Linked DNA regions of Mus musculus: all the other regions are linked to region 1. A link is a contact called in public Hi-C, HiChIP or PLAC-seq and promoter capture Hi-C data. All regions are on one chromosome and are shown on one strand. Each heading gives the region's core, a stretch centred on a gene start, on an enhancer-like site or on the middle of the called end of the contact. The rest is flanking DNA. Distances are from core to core; before and after follow the strand shown. Region 1 holds the start of Hhip (Hedgehog-interacting protein). Region 2 holds the start of Gypa (glycophorin A). Region 3 holds the start of Anapc10 (anaphase promoting complex subunit 10). Region 4 overlaps Gm30605 (predicted gene, 30605).

Region 1 (4,060 bases), core at 1,021-3,520:
AATTAGGAGGCTGGAGCTTAATGACATTGTTGTGAATAAATTGCTGGACTATCTGCTCCCCATCTCAGACTACGGCTGCATATGGTAAGAATAAAGAGGGAGCCTCAGCTGAAACCCGCACGAGACAGCTCTCACTCATCTGGGAACAGAGTGGGCCGGACAAACGTTCCCTCAAAAGGCATGGACATTTGGACGGAGCTGGCGACTGGAAGAGAATGATGTTCTCTAGTTTCAGCCATTAGTGAACCAACTAACAAACACAATGGCGGTGTTGTTATTCCCTGGCCATAAGCAACAGGGCGCTGTGTGTGGGCAGCAGTTTAGTAGGGAGGAGGATAAGCCGACCCCTTTTTGTCCTATTGATTTTTTTCCTATTTGCATGACTTGAGCAAATTAAATGATGCAATATGGCTTTTTGTTACAAAACAAAGTGAGAGGTACCACCCAGACACATATGTTGATTCGCAGGAGCTGTTTACATGATAATAGGGTGAAATCTACCGTGAACTGAGCATAAAAATTAGATTCAGCTTGGGCATTTTTTTTTTTTTTTTTTTTTTTTTAGTGCCTGGGCCAGCAAGAGTGGAGCACAAGTTTTCCAAGTGTCTCTCAGACCTTGACAACTGCAGGCTTGTAACAGGAATTCTTAATTAAACCTAAAATGGGCAAAGAGAGGGGAAGCAGAGACACCTGATTGTTTATCTCCCCGTGCAGTGATTGTTAATGACAGGATCCCACAGACAGCACACAGCACAGCATCCCATGTAAAAATAAATCTGATGCAGAATCAAGACCAGTGACCTCTTGCACTCGGGGCAGATACTTCTTGGATAAGCTAATCATGCATGGGAAGTTCATATGTCATCACTCAGAAATATAAGTTTCCAGACAAGATCCTCCTAGACTACGGAGTACCAGTGAAAACCTGGATCCACGATACAAGAAGGACAAACCACCGAGTAAGAAGGTCCAGCAAAATCTCCCAAGTTCTTCAGTACCAGGAGTTCCCTTCTCCTGACTTAACACATTGTCATGCACGCTAGACCCTTCAGATTGGGTTTAGGATCATAAACCAACAGTGCCCGGAGAGCCTTTATAATTCAATCTGCTCGCTAGTTAGAGCACGTGGAGAAAACTGAACAAATCTTTTTTGCCCCCAGAAAAGTAAACCGGAAACCACAGCCACCCTAATTTACAGTTTCACCTCACCAAGTGCTCCATTTGATCCAAAATACAGCTAATCTCGATTCTTTTGAAATATTTGCTCAGACCAGGACGCGGGTACCACAAAAAGTCTCTCTCTATAGATAGGCAAGTTTGACCAGCATCCCCACAACCGACTCCAGAGCAGGAAGAGCTATCTATCTGCACACTGCTGAGAACACACACCCAAAACACTTAATCACCTTAGAAAAGTTATCACAACTACTTAGGTTTGGACTCTCTTGCAGTTATCAGCATCTCAGCAAGCTACACGTACGAGGCAGGGGACTGCCTACCTTGTTCTCCAGACGCCCCAATCCAGGGCTGTCACTCTGCAGGCAGCAAGATACTCGTGGGTAGAAGCCACCACACAGGATCTCTCCTCCACTGAGCAGCTCCAGCTGGGACATCACCCGCCTGTCCCTTCTCTTTAGGCGCTTTGGGGGGTTCCCATTCAGGCACCGTCTCCTTCTCGCTCCGCTCCCCTCGTTCCTTTCCCCAAACTTCGCATCTCCTTCAAAGAAGCCCAGAGCCACGGCCAGCAGTAGCAGCTTAAACGAGAGCATCTTCAGCATCGTCTGCCCGGAGCAGCAAGGGCAGGACGCGGGAGGATGGGGTGGGGGAAAGGCCACTGCCCAGCAGGGGCACTAGGGCGCAGCTCCAGGAGAGTGCTGCGGGGCGGCGGGACGCTCTTGGGGGCAGAGGGAGGTGGCTGGGAAAGAAAGATGTAGAGCTATGCAACTTTGCCTTAGGGCAGTAGGAGCAGCAAGATAAAGTGCAGATGACACTTGTCCGCAGCCTTGCCAGCGTCTGTTGGGTTAGGGGCTTTCCACAGCGGTTGGGAAGTGGGAGGAGAAGGAGTTGGAAGAAGAGGAGGAAGGAGAGGAGAAGAGAGTCATAGAACTTCGCTTGTCCGCTGAATGGGAGTTGTTTAGGTGAGACAGTAGCAGGAACCGAAAGGGCGGCGGTGGTGGCAGCGGGCCGGGCGGAGGCAGGGTTGGCGCTGGGCTCCCGAGGATGCTGAGGTCTCCTCTGCCGGCGGCTGCAGCTTCTCACACAGCCTCTCATGTTTCGCTCCCTCTTTTCTTCTTCTTTTTAACTAGCGCGCGGGGAGGTGCTGCCACCGCGCGCCCCTTGACGTCACCGCCGCTCGCGCGCCCCCGCCTGGGATGGGGGAGAGAGGAGGGGGCGGCCCAGGAGCTAGCGCTCGCCGGGGCCCAGGGTGGCCTCCGGCTGCGACGGGGCGGGGACGGAGGAGCCGGGGGGGGGGGGGGGCCGGGGGGGGGGGACACGGACGAGGGAGCCCTCCGAGCCAGCCTCTGGGGCTCGGAACCTGGAACGCAACGGTGCCGGGGTGGGGGTGGCCTGGCCATTGATGCCCAGCCTGGGAGGAAAGTACGTTGCTGCCACTCAAGAAGATGGGGCTGATGCTCCCAGATGGTGTGAGTAAAGGGGGACAAGGAGAGGTGAGAAGGGAGGAATCTTTGCCTGGCTTTGCCCACCAGGTCTGGTTCCCTCAGCCCAGGGAGGGATGGACTCAGTCAGTGGGCTGGAGCTGGCGTCTGGGAGCTTGTCGGTGCCTTTCCCTCTCTGGCAGGCATAGACAAATGCTGCTGGTCTTCAGTGATCCTGGAGATTAAGAGAGGAGAAAGAACCCAGATGCTGCAAGTTTCTGTGTAGGCTGAGGTGGTTTGGAGACTTTTGCAAAGGGCCACCCACAGGTCCTCACTGAAGTTCTTGGAGGTACTGCAGTGGGCACAGAGACACATGTGCTTAGAAGGGTTGGGTATCCCAGAGAGGGCTGAATCTGAGTCCTTCTCCAGGCTTATGCAAGATGGCCTAAAGGGACCACCTGTACACCCAGACTAAGTCGTCTGGAAGACACCTGTAGATATCTCAAACTGGCTGTACTGTGTGCATTTATAAAGTACATGTTACGCACACACCCCTGGGCACAAACTTTCTGGTGTGCAAATATAGAAGAGGAAGAATTTAATCTCCTATGTAAAGTATAGAAATACAAGCACCACATAACTCTATAAGTACAAATAAATTTCCCTTTTCCCTAACTGGACAAGTTCTGCTTAGAGCATTTCTAGAAAGATGTCCATATTATTAAGAGCTATGATTTCACGTTTACTGGAGCCCCGTGGCATTGGGACAAACCTCCCAGGAGCTGCACACGGAATGTGAAATGTGCTTTTTTTTTTTTTTTTTTTTTCTATTTGGGAACTTCATAGGGAAGCTGATTTCCTTGTAGATGGCTTCTGATGAGGGGATAAGGCTGTTTTTCCCATTTTGGCAATAGAGGAATGTTCACCATATTTGGAAACAGATTTCATGAAGCCCCAGTGAAAGTTGGTGGAGGATGAAGCTGGTAACTGATGGCGTTTCAAGTGCTATCAGAGGCTGGGTGAGCCTCGTCCCTGGATGCTGGATTACATTTTATGTGTGAAGTTAGGAGTTTCTAAAGCAAAAGAAGTGTCCTGTTAGAATAAACCTAAAGCCTGCAGAGACATTTGGCCTAGCCCCCAGCTTAAGCAAATGCCCGCCCCCCCCCCCCACCCCCACGACTGCCCTGCATCACTGTGGACCTGTTACTGGGAAAACTACTCTGGTTTCCGTGGCTAACATTCATTCTGCCTACAAGTCTTTGGATATCAAATACATCACACTAAGGATTTTAAGACTTTGAAAAGTCTCACTTTTGAAGCTCTTGATATGAGTTCTATCAAAAACAAGCTTCTGGCATAATTCCATGTAATTCAGATCCCAGAACACGTCTACATGGGTTTAAGGTTTTTAATTCCTAAATTCTATCTTAATGTCTTTTCCTAGAATGAAAATCCTTCTAAAA
Region 2 (4,060 bases), core at 905-3,404, 440 kb after region 1:
AGCCAACCTCTGTCCTAAATCTAATCCCCAGTCTCATCTCTAATGCTGCAGAGACCACCTGCCATGGCCCTCATTGGATCACACAAATCTTTCCATCCAGAACTCTCTCCCTGGACTCATGGCATTATCTGATGCCCTAGCCCCAGCAGGCATTTCCTGGGAACCCACAGACCACTCAAGCCAAGAAAGCAGGTAGGCTGGCTGTGGATCCTGACCCCTCCCTCCGTTCTTCCCAATCCATCCTCCATTTTCATCCCTGAGTTGAAGCCTGTCAGAACCACAAAGAAGCAAAGACTAATCTGTTTTTTTGTCTCCATTTACTATCCTGTCAAAACCACACACACAAAACAAAACAAAGAATAATCTTGTTTTTTTTCCATTTAATACCCTGTTTTTTAATTGAAGTATACCTCCTTTTGATCAATGATGAATAAATTCATCCTTAAAGAAATCTCACAGCTTCCTATGGGAATAAGCATGGGCTATGTTGCAAACTTGTCCACTCCTTGGCTCTTGCGTCTGCCCCCTTCCTCCCCAAGTGGGTCATTTTGAGTGTCATATGTGTATAATCTTGCGTTTCCTTAAGTTTAAAAAAGCATTTGGATGAAGAAAATAAAACAGGAAGTAGTTTGAACATTCTATAGGAACACAGAGACAAGGTGCGAACTCCCGTGGGAAAAAAAAAACCATAAAAGTCTCGCCCTCCTGTTGAGATCGGCAGGAATCACCTGTAGCAATCATCTGAAGCAGAGGTAGCTGGCAGATACTCGTAGGCAGAAATGAACGGCTAAAACAAGGACGATAGACGTCGGACAGAGCTCAAGGATCCAAACTATTTTCCTCCTCTCCAACATCGTAGCTTGTGTTTCTGCATGGCGCTGCAGTGACTGGCCCAATACTACTTAGAGAAAAGTAGCCAAGCACATACAGAACCAACCTGATGAGATCTCTGTCAGATTGCATGTCTCAAACACAATTGTTTAATCTTCAGACGCTGGCTCAAAATTCTCAAAACACAGTTGTGCTTGCCTGACACATTTGTGGGATGTAAGTCATAGATACGACCTGATGATACTCCTGGACAACGAAGAGGAAGGGAAAGACTTGATGTTTTCTCCAGTTGTGTTTTCTTGTTTTGTTTTGTTTCCACATTTCGTTTCTATTATGCAGAACAGCCACTAGAGGTCGCCACGTGTCTCCATTTCCACACACTCGAATTTTCAACCTGAGAAGCCACCAGCTTTTGCATTTCTTTAAATTCGGGGGCGGGGGGGGAGGGGAGGACGCATCAAGGACACCAGAAAGAACCGCAATTCTCTATTAGCTGGTGGTCAGCTCCCGCTCCGCAGCTTAATAAGGGCTGATTTCCAAAGACTTTCGAATCAAAGCTACTCTTCTCCTATGTCCTGAGCCCAAGCCGGTATCTGCCTGGAGTTTGTCTCCGCTGTGGTCGGGCTTCCTGCTTCTGCTCAGCGCTACACACACTCCCTTTATGCTTTCAGGGTGACTGGGGTTTGCCTGGTCTTGTTTTCTAGCGTTTACTTTTGTTATTTGGGGATTGCCTCACGGTCACTGAGCAACAGAGCATTTTAAAGCATTGTAAAGCACGTAACTGCTTTTATAGCCACACGGACACTGCAGTTCAGTTCGAATTCCACTTTCCTGGAAGATTTCTCCCGACTCACGTTTCTTTCATTACTCTTTGAGCTGTCACGAGCTTGACAGCCTTTCAAACCTCAGAGTTCGCAAACATTGTGTAAAGTTTTCAATGCATGCAGTTCGTACACAAGAAGCCACTTTCTTAAGGGATCATAGGGACCCCCGCATTAGAAACACTCCTACTCTCCAAGTCCAGCGCCTGCCCTGACCTCTGCAGTCTCTATGTCCAGTTGAGTGGTCCTTGGTGCTGCCTTGTGGTGCTCACTTCGTTTACATGAAGTAAATTTAACACAGCAGGCAATTCTTTGGAACAAAGATTTTAATTCCACTCTGGTCCTCGCAGTTATGCAGACCTCTAGTTATCTTTATTAACAGACACTAAATAATGTTGCATCATTTAAATGCTAGCCAATGTGTGTCAACGGATAGAGGCCCCGGGAAGGTGGGCCTGAGAGATACCAGGAGGTAGGCAAGGCCTTCCTAAGGCTGACAGACACTCCCAGTATGACCGAGAGCACAGCTGCTGTGACAACATCAGGTGAGTGAATATTTTCAGCTTGATGATATTTTATTCTCGATGACTTATTTAAACTATGAATTGCCCCAATGCTGGTTTTCTTACTTAACTGAACCAATGACTGAGTAGTACATTCAGTTTCAGTCTGGAGGGTGTGTTTAAATAGGATTCAGCTAGGGACAGGAGTGGCACACTGCAGCCCACAACCATTTGTGCCTGAATAGCAGTTCCCCAGTCTAAGAAATGCCTTTGATTCTAACCCTAGATAGCAGTAAACTTGTATCAAGTGTAAGTAATATCGTTACATAAATAACCATGTTACTTCGCTTGGGGCTATGAAGAGACTTATTTCTAAGCTAAGGTTAACTGGTGAAGGTTAGGGTAGACTTATGCCCTTTCTTTTTCAAAACTAGTATAACCAGTTTCTCCTGCTGAGAGGAGACAAGCTGTCAGCATGAAACTGAGGGGTTTCTCTTTGTGGAACTGTTACTACTGTTACTAAGAAAACAACAACAAAAACAACAATAACCACAAAAACCTTTCTAATTGCTCTATGGCTGGGCTGAATCCAAAGTAATATGTTTTTAAAATAAATTAATATAATTTAATTTAATTTATTAAAATAATTTAATTTATTAAAATAATTAAAATTTTAATTTAATATTTTTAAAATTTTAATCGAAATTTAAATTTTAAAAATTATTAAGATAAATTGATATAATAAAATAAATATAATATAAAATAAAATAAATATAATATAATATAAAATAAAATATTTTAAAGTAGCCTTACTTTTGGCCTCCTGAGGATATTTTAAGCCATGTTCTCTCAAACACAGTGAGTGACTCTGTGTTAGAAACACATAGCCCAGGCGAGGGGGGGGGGAGCATATTTCATCCATGGCACAGCTACGGCCTGAGTCAGGGTGGACAGCAGAGAAGTGCTGAGCTCTCTGTAGGACACTGGGTGAGATTCAGTCTCCCTGGCAGAGGGTATGAGGCAAGCGTTAGGAACACGGGCACAATGTGGGGCCTAGTAAACACAGAAGTGGATGATCACAGTCAGCTATTGGATGGGTCACACGGCCCCCAGTGGAGGAGCTAGAGAAATTACCCAAGGAGCTAAAGGGAACTGCAACCCTATAGGTGGAACAACAATATGAACTAACCAGTACCCGGGAGCTCTTGTCTTTAGCTGCATATGTATCAAAAGATGGCCTAGTCGGCCATCACTGCAAAGAGAGGCCCATTGGACTTGCAAACTTTATATGCCCCAGTACAGGGGAACGCCAGGGCCAAAAAGGGGGAGTGGGTGGGTAGGGGATTGGGGGGGTGGGTATGGGGGACCTTTGGGATAGCATTGAAAATGTAAACGAGGAAAATACCTAATTAAAAAAAGAAGAAGAAAAAAAGAGATTGCTAAAAAAAAAAAAAAGGAACACGGGCACAAGAAACAGAAGTGAATTCAAATCTAAGTCTGGTATACCTGAGGCAAATCATTGGCCCTATCTTGGCCTCATCTATAAAATGCAGGCAATGCTGATACTGATCTCGTAATAACCGCATAAGGGCTGAGCTAAGTACCATTAAAATAGGTGCTCGCTATGGTAGCCATGACTAGCCATAGTAGTACACCATGATGTCTCTGTATCATGTGAGGTCCCTGGCTGCCTTTGTATTTCAGTCCACCCGACTAGAGCTGTGATCAGCAGAACATGTGGATATCAGGTATCTTTGGGTGCTCATTTCACACCCTTTCAATATATAGCCACGGATAGAATGACTGACTGTGTAATATGTTTGGGGTCTCCACAATGTTGCGACAGTGACTTCTTTATAAAGTTTACTTTTATTCCACATCCTCAGAACTTTTTTTCTTTTTTTA
Region 3 (4,060 bases), core at 425-2,924, 350 kb before region 1:
TACAAAGTACCCAGTAAATGAAAGTATTTTCAGAGAATAAATCTTTCACTATGATAAGAGCCTATAATAAGTAATATTTATAGGGAACAGAAATATACTAGAGGTGGCTAATTAAATTGATTTAAATAATAAAATAAATTATTTTACATTTAAGAAAAAGAAATATAGATTCTTTGGATAACGGTTACATAGGTAAACATAATTTGTGCAACCTCCCGATTTCCAAGAATTATGGAAATGGAGTTAGTTCCCTTCTTTCCAATAGAAAGACACCTGAAGAGGAATTATTACAGGAAAAACTTTTAGGAATACAAAAAGATCTGAAAACACTTAGAATGTTTTTCTGAAACATATTTTTGTCTTTGTTGTTTCATTTATAGAGGTGAGCTAAGCAGTGCTATGAAAAGATAAAACCTTAAATACATTTTGGTTCAAAAATATTTAAGCTTTTTGATTATAGTGAATACATTATCAACTGACAGACACAGGGTGACTACTTTCAGCATACAGGACCATAGGCTACAATACAAATGTTACTCTAACTCCGTAGTTTGTAGTCCCTTGGAAGAAAGGGCAAAGCAATAAAAGCTTTTTGACAGCTATTCCTTAGTTACCATTTTTACCATCAAAATAGAGAAAATACTTATGTAGCTCTTGAGGTTCAGAAATTCACCTTTGACCATCATTTATTTGCAACACATACTAAATACCTACAATGTATTAAGCCTAGAAAGGATATTTAAAGGCATTTTGAAGACAGCATCCCTGATGTCAAGAAGCCGAAGAGGTAATAAACAAGAGATTAAGTCACTAATGGGAAGAGGACAGGGTGCTACAAAGTGCTTCTCGGAAGTCCTAAAGACAGGCACTCAACTCGGAAACTCACTTGGTCTACTAACCGCAGTCCCAACTGAGAACACGTCGCTCTATGAGAAAGATAGAACGTTTGCCTATCATTTCCATAAAGTCTGGGACTGGACTAGGAGCACTGGACTTCATGGCGGCAAGATGCTATGAGTCAGTCCACAATTATTAAAAAAAAAAAAAAAGGATTACTTCTTACAACCAAATGCCAACATAGCCGTCTGACTGTGAGGGGAAGCTTGGGGGATCTGCTGGGTGCGGAGCGTCCTCCACAGAAGGGTTAGCTTGAGGGTGGGAGCGGGGGTGGGGGGAAGGGGCAGTGGAGGGTGGCGAGCAGAGGCTATGGCATCTGCGACCGTTCTCGTGGCAGCGGGCCGTGTCTGGAATACAGACGCCCTGAGGCCGGGATGGCCGAACGGACGCGCGCGGAACGCTCCGGCGTCCCAGATGTGCAGCTGGAGCCGGTTGCCACGCGCTACGGTCTCCGCTACTGAGGCCTAACTTACAGGCGTTCCGACTGTGTCCCTAAGAGTCTTCCCAAGGTGGCAGCCGGCCGCCTAACACCAAACCTCTCCCGCGAATTCTCGTACCTGGAGACAGCGGGCCCCTTACAGCGGGGCGTGCAGTAGCCAAAGCAGCGCTAGCCGTCAGGTCTTAGCACACAGCGTGTTCTTACCGCCACCGGCAAAGATGGCGGTGCACAGCCGCCGCCTCGCGCAAGGCATGAGGGCATAGTGCGCGTGCGCGACAGAGCGCAGAGTCGGCGCCCTGGAGGGAGTGATGACGTTGGTGACGTCATTGCGCCGCGACGCCAATGAACTGAGGGAGCCTAGAATCGTCGAGCCGCAGTGGGAGTGGCGGGGGCCTGAGAACCGGAATTGTGGCGAATCAGGTGTGTAAGACAGCGGCTCTCCCTCGGTTTAGAGAACTGTGTGCTAGCGGGCGCAGGTAGAGCCCTTCTCCCTAGTCTCGGCGGCGTTAGGCTTGCTGTCTCCTCAGGCTTTGTGGGCCTTGCTAATCCGGTAAGACGGAGGTGGTAGGCAGGATCCCAAGTCTAATTCTCAGCTCCTTCAGTATTACTGTTTAAGGCCAGGAACCCATTTCTTCCCTAGCGTTTTGTCTCATCTACTTGGCTGTTCTTTGAATTTTGTTCCCGTGTCGAGATGGGCCGCCCCTCTCCCCCTACATCTCCAATGGCATGGTATTCATGTTTTAACGGAATGTATGTCTCTGTGATTATGTAAATTATAAATTATTATTGTTTGTGCGGTGGTTATAAGGATAGTTTGGAATCCAAAGGGACGTGTCAAGGTGGTGGTCTATAGTTATGTTAGCCTTGTAGCAGAACTTTATGGAATTTATTATAAGTATAATTTACAATAGTGTAAAGTAGCCATAAAAGTCACCGAAACAATTTAACATGGTTTTCACTCTCCAAGAAGTTTTTTTTTCATACTTTTCATAGATTTACTAGGATTAACAAAAGGTAAGGAGGATGAAGGAAATATGAGTGATTATTTTGCCATTGAAATTTTACTTTATTTTTTTTTTTTGATATATTTCTGTAGACAGAGTATTGATAGCTTATTTCTTTGCCGTCAGTGAAATTAGCCAGTTTAAGCCAGATTAGAGTATATTAAATGCAGGTTTATTGGGAAGCTGATCTTAGATGGGCGAGTTCACTAGCCCCAAGGACGAAGGCCAGGGAAATCTCCATGGGGAAGCGGGGGGGGGGGGGGGGGGTAGGAAAGAGAGAAGGGGTTGAGTGCACGCAGAGAAAGAAGTGGAAAACAGGAAGAGAGACCAAAACGTCTGGTTTATATAGGGAGAAACCTCTGGGGGAAGGGCAGCCCAGCCCTTGGGCTGGAAAGTTCAAGGTTCCAGGCAGGATATCCAGATAGGGACTGAGGGATGCTGGGAGAACCTGGAAGCCAGGTCCTGCTTTGGTATTTAAAATATGCATCTCATTCCCTGGTCCCGGGTCTGAAACCAAACAGGTATCTCTGTGTAGTCCTGGAGCTCACTGTGGTCGACCAGGTTGACCTGGAACTCAGATTCTTGTGCTTCTGCAGCCTTTGCCTCCCTGAGTACTAGGATTACAGATATGTGCCACAACGCTGGGCACTGAAATTCTGTTTTTATATTTTTGCAGAAGGATTGTCATGGCATGGTAGAATGTATATTGCTTGTCTCTCTATAGAATAATTTAAAAATGACCACACCGAACAAGACACCTCCTGGTGCTGATCCTAAGCAGTTGGAGAGGACAGCAACAGTCAGGGAAATTGGGTCTCAGGCTGTTTGGTCACTCTCTTCCTGCAAACCAGGTAAGCAAAACAAAACCCCAGACTATGATAATCATTATTTACAATCAATCTTCTCTTCTCTTCTCTTCTCTTCTCTTCTCTTCTCTTCTCTTCTCTGAGACATGGTTTCTCTGTGTAGCCCTGGCTATCCTGGAACTTGCTCTGTATACCAGGTTGGCCTTAAATTCAGAACCTCTGCCTCTCGAGTGCCGGGATTAAAGGATAGCCTACTTAGAGTTTTCTTCTGCACTAGACTACCTTTAATGTACTTTTTGTGCAGATACTTCAATTTTAATGAACTGAGTTTTCATTTATTGCATATTTTTATCCAGCTACATTACTAATATCAATAAGATGTCTAGTATTTAGTATTAGATTTAACTTTTTCATAAGATCCTCTCCCATCTCTGGTATTATGTAGTTGTTATTTAATACACATTTGGTGCTTGCTGTCCTTTCTGGAAGCATCTAAGAGTTTTCTTGGAGTCTATGTCTTTTGCTAGGATGTGTCATGGTAGGTTATATGTGTAGTTTTTTCCCATTTACCTAACCTATAATTTGATAGGCATTTTTTTGTAATAATTTTAAAAAGATTAGTGTAAAATTAATTTCAAAGCAGCAACTGAAATATTAAAATGGCAAATTTTGAGACCTCAAACATGAGAAACACATGAGTACAATGTAGGAGAACCTGAAAAGCAAACTGTACTTAAGCCTATAAACATTCAGACTGTGTGAAATGCTACCATTGTAGAGTCCTGATGACAACAGGGTCACAGTAGCAGCAGGCAGGTGTGACGCTGCCTTTGGCCAAAGTACCATTCTAGCTATATTAGGTCATCCAGTCTTTACAGCAGCCTTAGCAAAGGCTAAGCTGCCCCCCACCTCCA
Region 4 (4,060 bases), core at 1,160-3,659, 260 kb after region 1:
AATTTATTTCTTAACACTCATCTGTTTTCAGTAGAGTTTCTATTGTGCTTGGACTATTTTCTTTGGGACTGTTTGCCTCTGCTGCAGTACAGAGACCCCACAGATGCAGAGGCATGCCATTTTGTCCATGTTGCATCCATTTTGATTAGGCAGATTTGGTTCTGTTTCCAAGGGCAGTCCACAAGGTCCCAGATAAGCAGCTAGATAAGGCGTGTCAGCTGTCTTCCTAGCTGGTCCAAGCACTCTGCCTCGGAAGGAAGGGCGCCTCAGACTATCTGCTTGAGGATGTTCTCAAATAGACGGAATCTGTGTGTATGAAAAAAAGAGAAAGAAAAATCAGGCTACAGGGCAAGTGGAAGCTTGCGGGGGGCTTGGTCTACAGTGTCCTGGAGTCACTATGGAAAGCAGACTTAGCAAATGAAATCTTTAATTAGCCAGTTCACAGCAGGCTGGAGGTTATCACCAGGAAGAGTCAGCTGGTTCTTGCTGGAGTTTTAGGATGTGGACTTCTGACCATTAGAAACGTCCAGACAGGATGACTCTGATTAAGGGTGACCTTACACCTGACCGTATTAAGTCCCACACAACTGAGAGACTTGAACTCACGTTCCTCGATTATTTGATCCAGTAATCCAACCTATGCTGGGCAGGTAGACTGTCTTTTCTGGAGGCGATGAGGGCTTACTTAGAACACTCTAGAAAAAGCTTTGCAGGAACACTCAGGGAGAAATTACATGGATTATCTTGACATGAAGCAAAGGGTAAATAATCTATTTGTTGATGGCCATTTTCCTAAGAAACCAGTTGCAGATTTACAGACACATTGGAACCTTCTTCTCCAAGTTCCTGAGAGCCCAGGGAGGCCTGCTCAGGAAGACAGGCCATTTGGTCACTTGGCACCAGATTCCTTCAGCACACAGAAGGCTGAGGGACTAAGAACCTCTGAAGAACTGTAAGCCCATCTTCTTGCCCAATTTCCCTTGGTGTTAGGGAAGTGATAGCCCGGAGGTTGAGGAGAGAATTACAGCAGACAATGCTGGTCAGAATTCTGAGTCAGTGCACTTTTTTAAATGCTCATGCGCTCGATAAAAGCATCGATGTCTTCCTCTGGCCCCCCTCTTGTCCCCTTGAAGAAACTGCTCAGCCTAAGGAGCTGTGGTTTGTTGAAGTGATAGCAGTTGCCTGCTAATAGTTGTGTTTAAAATTCCTGTTTCTTATCTTATTTACTGACGGATGGGAATGGGGCCTGCAAGACCTTCCTCCCAGTCCACCGCCCCCACCCCTGAAGGAGTGAATCACTTGACACAGGGGACATTAGACAACACGGTGGCTTCCTTGTTAAATCCCTTTGGCCTTGTCAGTTTGCCGGATGCACAGCTCCCCCGTTGCATCTGCTATGTGTCTTATCAGAGGCCGGCCACACAGGGTGGGCTCCCTTAATTTAAAATCAACAGAAAACAACAACAATAAAATCCGTCCAACTGTAGTTTATGACAGGAGGCATGCGTGTGGCTTTAGTTTTTCAACTAACTTTCTTCTTAAGCTTCTTTTGTTTTTAACAACATAGATTTAAAAAAAACTATACAAGAAAAAAAATTATTTGCAAAGATATTGCAATTTAAAAGAAAATGTTTTCCTATGGCCAGTCTGTGTGTGTGTGTGTGTGTGTGTGTGTGTGTGTGTGTGTGTGTGTGTTTTCCACCTTGTTTTTCTTTTTCTGCTTCTTTTTTTTCCCCCTGTAGATTCTGAAAAGAAATAGCAAGCTGTAGGCACTGCCTGCGGCATGCTGGCCGTGCTCCTTGGGTGGTCCAAGCCGACTTTATGATTTATTCAGCTAATGGGGAAGGAGCATGACCCCCAGTGACCACAGAAAAAGAGCTGCATGTGGGTTTAATGCTTTCACCACAAAAATGTCTGCTATGACTAAGCTGTGCAGCTGAAGTCACTGTCTGAATGGTGCTAAAAGGAACCTCGGCATTAAATGTGCACTATTTACTATAGCGCGGCTCTTGGGATTAGGCCAAGGGCTTCGTACTCAGTTTCAAAGAATTAGCATGGAAGCTGCTAGAAAAATTAAGGCTGTGCAATTTATTTTTACCAGGCTCCCTGGTGAGTTGCTTGGTGAAGGATTTACCTCATATGATTTTTTTTTCTTTTCCTCTGTTAATAAAGAGTCATTTTAAAATGTGCCAGTTTCTTGCATTCTATGGAGTTTTATTGTGGAAGGATCCCAGGTTTTGGTTTGTTTGTTTGTCGGGTTGCAGTCCTGAATCACTTGGTTATTGTTCTTTAATGTTAATTTGAACCGATAAAAGAATGCCTGGTGTGGAGAGAGAAAGTAAGAGAGGCAGGCTGGGGAGTGAGGCTCCTTTCCCACACAGGGCACTGCTCGAGAGGCTTCTTTGATCCGAGAACCCTGCCCCGCCCCCAACAGCATCATTGCTGGCATTACTGGGGCAAAGGAATGAGCACATTTTGCTTCGTGTGGATTGTGAGGGAAGGGGTTGAACGGAGGAGGCAAGGGAGGCACGAGGAGGGAGGGAGGCATGGAAAGCTCTTTGCGATTGTGACTAAGATGAATGATCATTACCGGGCTGTAATACCTGCCGTTCAACCTCCAGCACGTCTGCTGGTGCAGAACGGAGAAGCCGCTCACTTTGATGTCTGTAGCTCAGGATCCTGGGTCCAAAATGCAGCTAACTCTCTCTGAATGTTCCTCCATCCAAGACAGTTTAGACCTCAAGATCCAGAGAGAGCACCCAGCAAGGCACTGGCTTGCAGATCTCATATGCATTAAAACAAACAAACAAATAAGCTACATTACTCGGTTGTCCGAGTAATGCAGCTTAAATCAAATGAAAATCACCAGAAATGATCCTTGTGCCAGCCGGGATTTGTCAATTGTGGGGGTTGGGACACCTTCTCACCTTCCCAAACACACCGAGAGCCTTCATGTTCAGTTTCTGTTCTAAATATTTCTTTGCAGAAACATTTTCTTGGGGTAGAGGGGAATAGGGAGATGGTTCAGTCAGTAAAGTACTTGTCATGCACGGACTGAGACCTGAGTTCTAAACCCCAACATCCATGTTAAAAGGGCTGATGTGGAGGCGTGCATCTGTGAGAGCAGCACATAGAAGAGAGAAACAGAGAATCCCTGGGGTTTCCTGGCCAGCCAATCTAGACAATGCTCAAGTTCTGGGTGCAGTGAGAGACCTTGTGAGACCTGTCTCATGAAAGAAGGAGACAGGCTGAGGAAGGCATTTCATAAAGTCCTGTGCCTTCTGTAAACACATATATACATATACCTACACACACATGTAGACACACACGAACTTGTGCGTGGGCATATACATACACACAATATTTTCTTGCCATCTTGGCAAACCACCCTTTCTTCTAACAAGTCTCATCACTGTGCTGGGCTTCAAGTCTGAGTTGTATCTGTCTCCTTTAAAGCCTTCAGCTTGGTCCTATGTGTGAGATTTGCTTCTGTGCTCCTAAGCAGTTATTCTGCAAGGCAGGCCTTCATTTTTCCCAACTGAGACATGTAAATAGTAACCCAGGGCTGATCCGGGTGAATAGCCATTGAGTCTCTAGAGATTAACAAAGTCATCAAGAGAGAGTACTTGACCTTTCCCCCCCTCAGGCCTGAGAAGATAGGCAGGTCAGGAAAACCACTTTTCTGACTCATTCTGCAGGTAGATTCAAAAATAAAACCATCAGGGGTACTCCCTTCTTCCCTCTCCACCCGCTGTCTACCCTCTTCTCTGCATATTACAGAACCCAAAGAGGAGGTCTTCTTTACAAAAGTGGTGATGTATCAGTAGGGCATCAACTGAGTCCTGAGAAAGACTTCACTTAAAACCAAGACGAACCTCAATACAGTTTATTATAATATCCTGGATCAATTCTTTGAACCAGAGAAGAACCTTAGGACAGACCCTGGAGAATCTGAGTATGGCTTGCCATTTAGCATTTAGTTTCCAGAAGTGTCCTAGTGTTGTTCTCTTAGTTTGGATCAATATAGCATAACTGGTTACAAGAGCTATGACTTTTAGAA

Evidence for each region. Promoter capture Hi-C pulls out the DNA fragments that hold promoters and counts their contacts. A called contact is a pair of places that touch in the nucleus more often than the background predicts. HiChIP or PLAC-seq counts read pairs in DNA pulled down with a chosen protein or histone mark.
Region 2: a promoter capture Hi-C map of embryonic stem cells shows a contact between it and region 1, with 2.4 times the contacts expected there. The contact joins the promoter of Gypa here to the promoter of Hhip in region 1. A contact is called at or near these places in 19 of 39 promoter capture datasets (the 3T3-L1 cell line, the HPC-7 cell line, HPC-7-derived erythroid cells and 11 more), 1 of 15 datasets of contacts at CTCF or cohesin (large pre-B cells), 16 of 484 Hi-C or Micro-C datasets (LSK cells, bone marrow-derived macrophages, cortical neurons and 10 more), 17 of 115 datasets of contacts at active chromatin or transcription factors (acute myeloid leukemia, astrocytes, bone marrow-derived macrophages and 10 more) and 3 of 9 other capture datasets (adipose tissue, embryonic stem cells and macrophages).
Region 3: a contact with region 1 is called in an H3K27ac HiChIP or PLAC-seq map of embryonic stem cells, with 2.6 times the contacts expected there. The contact joins the promoter of Anapc10 here to the promoter of Hhip in region 1. A contact is called at or near these places in 3 of 39 promoter capture datasets (cranial neural crest, neural stem cells and stem cell-derived epiblast-like cells), 1 of 484 Hi-C or Micro-C datasets (nephron progenitors) and 6 of 115 datasets of contacts at active chromatin or transcription factors (embryonic stem cells, epiblast stem cells, neural tube and 1 more).
Region 4: a contact with region 1 is called in a Hi-C map of the HPC-7 cell line, with 1.8 times the contacts expected there. The contact joins the enhancer-like site here to the promoter of Hhip in region 1. A contact is called at or near these places in 8 of 39 promoter capture datasets (the 3T3-L1 cell line, the HPC-7 cell line, HPC-7-derived erythroid cells and 5 more), 6 of 484 Hi-C or Micro-C datasets (the HPC-7 cell line, embryonic fibroblasts, nephron progenitors and 2 more) and 3 of 115 datasets of contacts at active chromatin or transcription factors (astrocytes, embryonic forebrain and forebrain).

Annotation. Positions count from the first base shown.
Region 1 is chr8:80,055,738-80,059,797 of GRCm38.p6, forward strand. It overlaps Hhip (Hedgehog-interacting protein), which reads right to left and starts at 2,271. Exons shown (of 13, transcript NM_020259.4): 1 at 1,500-2,271. The coding sequence starts at 1,778. RefSeq lists an enhancer at 1-739.
Region 2 is chr8:80,491,891-80,495,950 of GRCm38.p6, forward strand. Gypa (glycophorin A) reads left to right here and starts at 2,155. Exons shown (of 8, transcript NM_010369.3): 1 at 2,155-2,197. The coding sequence starts at 2,164. RefSeq lists a cis regulatory region at 1,877-2,059.
Region 3 is chr8:79,710,089-79,714,148 of GRCm38.p6, forward strand. Anapc10 (anaphase promoting complex subunit 10) reads left to right here and starts at 1,675. Exons shown (of 5, transcript NM_001357234.1): 1 at 1,675-1,756; 2 at 3,065-3,191. The coding sequence starts at 3,077. Abce1 (ATP-binding cassette, sub-family E (OABP), member 1) reads right to left here and starts at 1,652. Exons shown (of 18, transcript NM_015751.2): 1 at 1,455-1,652.
Region 4 is chr8:80,313,097-80,317,156 of GRCm38.p6, forward strand. It overlaps Gm30605 (predicted gene, 30605), which reads right to left. Exons shown (of 4, transcript NR_168035.1): 4 at 1-306. Among named protein-coding and RNA genes, the nearest start is that of Gm39208, 30 kb to the left of the region's middle. RefSeq lists an enhancer at 1,249-2,355. Within about 2 kb of position 2,410, at least 145 of the 459 cell types and tissues checked have an H3K27ac peak or open chromatin away from gene starts, as enhancers often do. A contact at or near this core is called in the HPC-7 cell line, astrocytes, forebrain and 1 more, where this site is marked.